Linked DNA regions of Mus musculus: region 2 is linked to region 1. Evidence: chromatin contacts called from public HiChIP or PLAC-seq data. All regions are on one chromosome and are shown on one strand. The core of a region is the stretch at or near the end of the contact, and the rest is flanking DNA. Distances in the headings are between cores, read along the strand shown. Region 1 holds the start of Lamc3 (laminin gamma 3). Region 2 has its middle 13 kb from the start of Prrc2b.

Region 1 (3,050 bases), core at 163-2,662:
AAAGCACTTAACCTCTCTGAGCCTCCAGCTTTTCACTGGGGCATAGTTTCATTAGATGTTATCCAAACTCTGCTCCTGATGTACCTTGGACTTTCAGAGGCGTGCTGAGGATGTATGTAGCTCAGGGGAAGAGTGCTTAGCTCACAGGCTTCATTCTGCGGCTGTAAGCTGCTCTCAAATGAGATCCAGTAACAAAATGTATGAATATTGGCCCTTACTAGGATACACCAAGGTTAGAAATCGCCTCAGGTCACGTTTAGTGTCAAAATGAGTTATGAAAATACCAAATCCAAGTTATCAAACCTTTGGAAGATTTACACAGTATTCAGGACATAGCAAGGAACCTGAGGAGATCGCTGGGCTCATCTGAACTTGGAGTGGGTAGAGAATAGTCCAGTTTCAAGGTAGAAGTGGACCCCTGGGTTCCCAGCCTCAAGGGCCTTGTGCTCCCTCATCTTGCCTCAGTCTGGGTGGAGCAATCAAGAACAATGCGGAGGGGCCACTCGAAACGCCCAGGCTGGCTATCCAGTGGCAGGAAGAAACTGGCTGTCCTGCCCAGGGTACTACAGCATTCACATTTGGTGGCAACTGCCCTAACGCCCATTCCCAAACTGCTCACAGCGTCAGAGGTCCGTCCACAGGGCATCGAAGCTGACCGGATTACAAGTTCGGGTCTTAGAGGATGGATCAGATAGATCATCATGGAAGTATGACCCCCACCTTCCTTAACAGTTCTTCCAGGGAATTGTTGCTGTACCCAGTTCCACAGCTGAGGGGAGCCTTCTGCTCCCCCAAGCCCTTAGGGGAGCCCCCTGGGCTGACCTCTTGCTACCCAGGGCTTGCAGGTTCTGACTCCTTACCCGTGGGGTGCTGCAGTCTGCCCCAGCGTGCACAGCCCTCTGCCTGGGCCTCCATGGTTTGGATATAAGGTGACAGGGTGCATGCTTACCTAAGCTCAAGGTCAGGTTAACAGAGGTGGGGTACTGCACCCCGAAGGCCATGGATGGGCTCTGCCACCAGGTGCTGTCATCGGGGCTGTGGAAGTCTGTGAGGTAGGAGGCGTCGTGGCGTCGTCCGGGGTCAGCATCGTCGCAGCGCTGGCACTGTAGCCCAGCCCCTGGTGCCCCCACGTGTGGACAGAAGTCCTCCGGGGGCCGTCCGCACGTGTGGGAGGCCTCGGCGCGTCGGCCGAACGCCGCGTTCTCGAACTCAGGCAGACAGCGCTGTGCGCGTCCCACACCGTCGTAGCAAGAGCCCATGTCCGCGCCTGCCGCGAAGTGTGTCTCCTGAATCACCAGCGCCATCGATGCCACCGTTGCCAGGAGGGACAGGACCCTGGATACAGCCATGGTCCTCGCCCCGCTCTGCACTGCTCCGGGATCCACTCTACGCTGCGGTCTGCGCTTAGCCCCTCTGCGCTCCACTGGCCCCTGGAGTCCTCCCCTGCAGGCGGAACCCGACGGCATCTGAGGGCGGGACCCATGCAGGCGACACCCCACCATCCGAGCTCCGTCCCTTCGTGCTCACCCCCACCTGCTGGACGTGCCTGGGAGTGCCTGCTTGTTCTGGCTGGGTCGTGGACTCGGGAACTGTGAACCTGGCTCCACAGTCCTCCCTGCAAAATGGTCTCGGTAGAGACACCAAGTTATTCTGCTAATGCGGCTCTTCTATGGAAGCTCTGCACTTGTGTACCTTCCTGAGCTGAAAGGCAAGACAAGCGCAGGTCTTCACCTGACAGAATGACCTTTGGCAGTTTTCCTCCGTACCTGTCCAGTGTTCTCTGTCAAAAGTGTTGCGCTCCTGGCGTCTCCTCCCAAAGCAGATATTGTCACCTGGGATTTATCAAAAGGCTTCCTCTTATCAACAGAGGCCTCCCCTTCTCTCCACCAAACTAATGTCCTTCCCAAGGCACCTTCTGGCCCTTGTAGACAGTAAAACAAAATGATCCCATGGGAGCGGGACACCGTCAGATTCCCACAGCCACGGTTGGATAGATCCAGTAAGACTCCAACCCTGCATGAAAGTTATGATCAGGGTTAAGGAAGTGGTTCTCTTGGGGTCTGGCATGGGTAGTCAGGGGTACAGGGCAAATTGTGGTAGGGAGCCTTGTGCTAGCCCCCTCTGGGGCCTCCTTCCTTACACTGCTAGCTAGATACAGGATCACAAGGACACCTTGAGAGGAGGACAAAGGCAAGTTTGGGATGAAAATGGACTCCTGTTGCTGTGGACGCGGACCACCAAGGAGGCCCATGTTCTTTGCCTCTGTCTGCAGAGCAGACTCCTGCACCCCTAATATCTCTTAATCAAGGGCTCAGCTTGGGTGAGGTCCTTAGATACTGTCTCAATTCAACCTACAAGGCTTCTATTGATTTCCTTGAGAGACTGAGTAGGCGAGAGACCCACACTGCACAACACAGAAGCCATTAGTCACATGATATCTGGGCCCCTTCTGTATCACCCATGGGGCTGTGGCAGAGCCCACACCTTGTCTCACTAAGACTGCCCCCGAATCTTCTCCTTCTATCTGCCTTTGCAGCCAGGGTCCCTGGAGCTAGCTTCTGTCCTTCTGGACGAATATTCTGGTATACATGAGGTCCCAGAGAAAGAAGGTTTCTCTACATATTTCACTTCTATAGCCTGTGTTGAGATCCCTGTGTGCTAACCATAGCCCTAATGGTGCACGCATGTGCACACGAGCACACACACACACACACACACACACCTCTGCTGCAGTCAGCACCAGCTGTACTGTAGTGACAGTGGCTTCCCTGGGAACAGTGTTCTGTGTGGCAGCCTCTGAGGTCCCTCCAACCTTCCACTGAGCACATACAACAGAAATTTCTAAGCATCGGGGCAATATGTGCTGCTCAACTCCCAGATCATTGAAAATAATCACTATAGCGAAGCCAAGAGCTGCTAAGAAATAGCTCCAGGACCCTGCAAGGCTGGCTAGTCTGGGCTCTGGCGAGCAGGGCCTCTGTCCGTCCTCTCTGTGCTTGGGCAGGATGCAAAGGTCTCACAGCCCAATAAGAGGGATGGTGCTTGTCACA
Region 2 (3,050 bases), core at 168-2,667, 250 kb before region 1:
AGTCTCGGGCCAGGCGGCTGCAATGTTTCTGGCCCTTATTGACTTCTTTAGCCTCATTTCTTCCCTGTTTCCTTTTTACCCACAAGGCTTTTCCTCACCTCTGGACCTCTGATGGTGTGAATCCTTCCCATTTCCTGTTAACTCCCTTCGCATGGGTGTGTCCTACCCACCCCTCCGGACTCAGCTTGCTGGTGTTCCCCATGGGTACCTATCTCCAAATTACCACTGTCAGATTTTCTGATTTCCCTCCCTTGGTCCTCACTTAACTGCTTAGGAGACTGGAGATAGCAGTCTGGTGGTGTGCACTGGGGGAGGAGGAGATAGTGTTGTGATGTCCATGTTCATTGCTTATTATGGGTTAGGCATCATTCTGAACATGTTGATACAAACTCACTTGATCTTCACAAGAATCTAGAGACAGCTTCTGTTTATACCTTCATTCTAAAGAAGATATTGTATGAAAGGGTTACATGCCTTGCTTGAAATAGCTAAGAATGTATGTTCAGGGCCTGGCCTCAACCCAGGCAATCTGTCTCCAGGGCTTACACACACATTTGCCAGGCGCCTGCCTCTCTACAGACAATAAAAGGAAAGTCTGCAGAGTGAAGTGCTGCTACCCCGGGGGAGGGTACAAAAGGACCCTCTGGGGTAAAAGAGGGAAACATGATCTTTTTATTTCTGATTATCTGATCTAAAAAAAACAAAACCAAAAAAACCACTTCAGTAATATGCAGCATACAGACTGACCAGGGACCCTTATCTCAGCTGAGGGTCAATCCATGTAAATCCATATTAGTACAATTTCATATTGTTCTGACTTCCTCAAAGAACCAAGCGGGCATCTGTTGCAGTGCTCGCTAAGTGGATTAATGCCCTAAGCGTTTTTGTCCTATTTAAACTAACGCTCATAGAGTGGATGAATTTTCAAAGAATCACATTCTAGAGGGTGTGGTGATGCTCGCTTGTAATCTCAGAACTCAAGGGGAGGAGGCAAAAAGATCAGTTCAAGATCCTCGTACACACAAGGAGTTCAAAGCCAGCCTAGGCTTTACTAGACTCTGTCTCAGAAAACAAAACAAAACAAAAAAAAAAAAAAATATATATATATATATATATATATATATATATATATATATATATATTTCATGCAGTGTACTACAGACGGGTCATCAAACCCAGGAATAGCACAGCCTGCAACGCCTCAGCGTTCCCGCGCATGCGCAGATCCGTGTTATCGCGGGGTAGAGGGTGGGGCCTTATAGCCGCATCCCTTTCCTTTCCCCCTCTTGTTTTTTTTTGGGGGGGAGGGGCAGGGGTTTACTGTCTCGCATTGTGATTGGACGAGCTATGGTCGGGGGTAAGCGATTGGGTGAAGTTTCTGCCTCTCTCCCAGAAATTTGCTCCGATTGGCTGAGATTCCGCGACGCGCTGTGAGGTCATCCGTACTGCGACGTCCGGCAGATTGTGGGGCTGGCAGCGCCCGGTTGTTATTGGCTGCTGTGCGGTCCGGGTCGCCCGGGATCCGGCCGCAGCGGGTTTCCTCGAGTTTGGAACCCAGGCTTGGTAACTTAGTAAGCAGCTAGGAGCAGTCAGTCCCCTGCAGATACAGAACACCGGGCTGTCTGTCTTGTGTTTCAGAGACGGGGTTTCTCACTCAAGTCACGCTCTGTCTGGGCAGCGAGCTGCTGAAGTCATCCTCCTGTCTCCGCCTTTCCAGCTCTGCGGTTTTCCACCACGCATGGTGCTGGAGATTGAAATCACGTCCTCCTGCCTTCATGGCTAGCCGTTTTCCCACCGAACTCTTTCCTTAGCCACCACTAGTCAAAGGCCAGTTGCTGGGCGGCCTTATTAACCGGTCTCTGGTGGCAGGAGAGGAACTTCAGGGGAAGTGTAACCAGCCAAAGGCTTTGCAAAGTTGGTCTGAAGTTCTGAGGCCTGTAGAAAGCGAATCGTACCCAACCACATTTTGTTATTGATCTTGTTTGGTTTTTTGTTTTTCCAAGGCAAAATCCTCTCTATAGTCTTGTTTGTCCTGGTTCTGACTTAAAAAAAACACCAGGTATGAACATGAGGCACATGTATACGTGCAGACAAAATACTCATGCACATCAAATACATATCTAACAAAACCACAAAATAATAATAAAAGTGGAGAGCTATTAGGAAGGCATGTAAGGTCGCCTGTGGCCTCCAGGAGTTCATGCAGAAATGTTATAAATTAGCTGGGCGGTGGTGGCACACGCCTTTAATCCCAGCATTTGGGAGGCAGAGGGAGGATTTCTGAGTTCGAGGCCAGCCTGGTCAACAAAATGAGTTCCAGGACAGCCAGGGATACAGAGAAACCCTGTCTCAAAAACCAAACAAACAAACAAACAAAAAGTTATAAATTTGTCAAAGTGGACCAACTGTCCTCAGAGAAATGAGAATACTTGTACACAAAAGTTTATAACAGCTGTGACCAGAAAGATGTACCCACCCTCATTAGTCCCCAGCTCATGTGTGTTGTTACTGGACCTGCGTGGGGAATGGGCGGGTGTGACTAAGGATCCCAGCAAATACAGTGGAATCCTTGGGGCTGACAACAGTTGCAGAGGTGATTGATGGTTGTGCTCTTGGGACATGAGGAAGGGACCATGAGCTAAGGGACTAACGATAAACTCGACAGCATTTGGATCTCTTAAGAAGCAGACTGAAGGCTGGAAGATGGCTCAACGGGTAAGAGCACTGACTGCTCTTGCAAAGGTCCTGAGTTCAAATCCCAGCAACCACATGGTGGCTCACAACCACCTGTAATGAGATCTGACGCCCTCTTCTGGTGCATCTGAAGCCAGCTACAGTGTACTTAGATATAATAATAAATAAATCTTTAAAAAAAAAGATTGTTTTAAAAAGAAAGGAAGAAAGAAAGAAAGCAAGCAAGCAAGCAAGCCGGGCATGGTGGCGCACACCTTTAATACCAGCACTTGGGAGGCAGAGGCAGGCAGATTTCTGAGTTCAAGGACAGCCTGGTCTACAAAGTGAATTCCAGGACAGCCAGGGCTATACAGAGA

Evidence for each region. HiChIP or PLAC-seq counts read pairs in DNA pulled down with a chosen protein or histone mark.
Region 2: an H3K4me3 HiChIP or PLAC-seq map of embryonic stem cells shows a contact between it and region 1, with 12 read pairs. The contact joins the enhancer-like site here to the promoter of Lamc3 in region 1. A contact is called at or near these places in 2 of 39 promoter capture datasets (hippocampal neurons and stem cell-derived epiblast-like cells), 3 of 484 Hi-C or Micro-C datasets (the AML12 cell line and embryonic stem cells) and 5 of 115 datasets of contacts at active chromatin or transcription factors (Th17 cells, embryonic stem cells, fetal liver and 1 more).

The regions. Positions count from the first base shown.
Region 1 is chr2:31,885,643-31,888,692 of GRCm38.p6, reverse strand. Lamc3 (laminin gamma 3) reads right to left here and starts at 1,412. Exons shown (of 28, transcript NM_011836.4): 1 at 950-1,412. The coding sequence starts at 1,349.
Region 2 is chr2:32,136,363-32,139,412 of GRCm38.p6, reverse strand. No RefSeq gene overlaps it. Among named protein-coding and RNA genes, the nearest start is that of Prrc2b, 13 kb to the left of the region's middle. Within about 2 kb of position 1,417, at least 336 of the 459 cell types and tissues checked have an H3K27ac peak or open chromatin away from gene starts, as enhancers often do. A contact at or near this core is called in the AML12 cell line, Th17 cells, embryonic stem cells and 2 more, where this site is marked.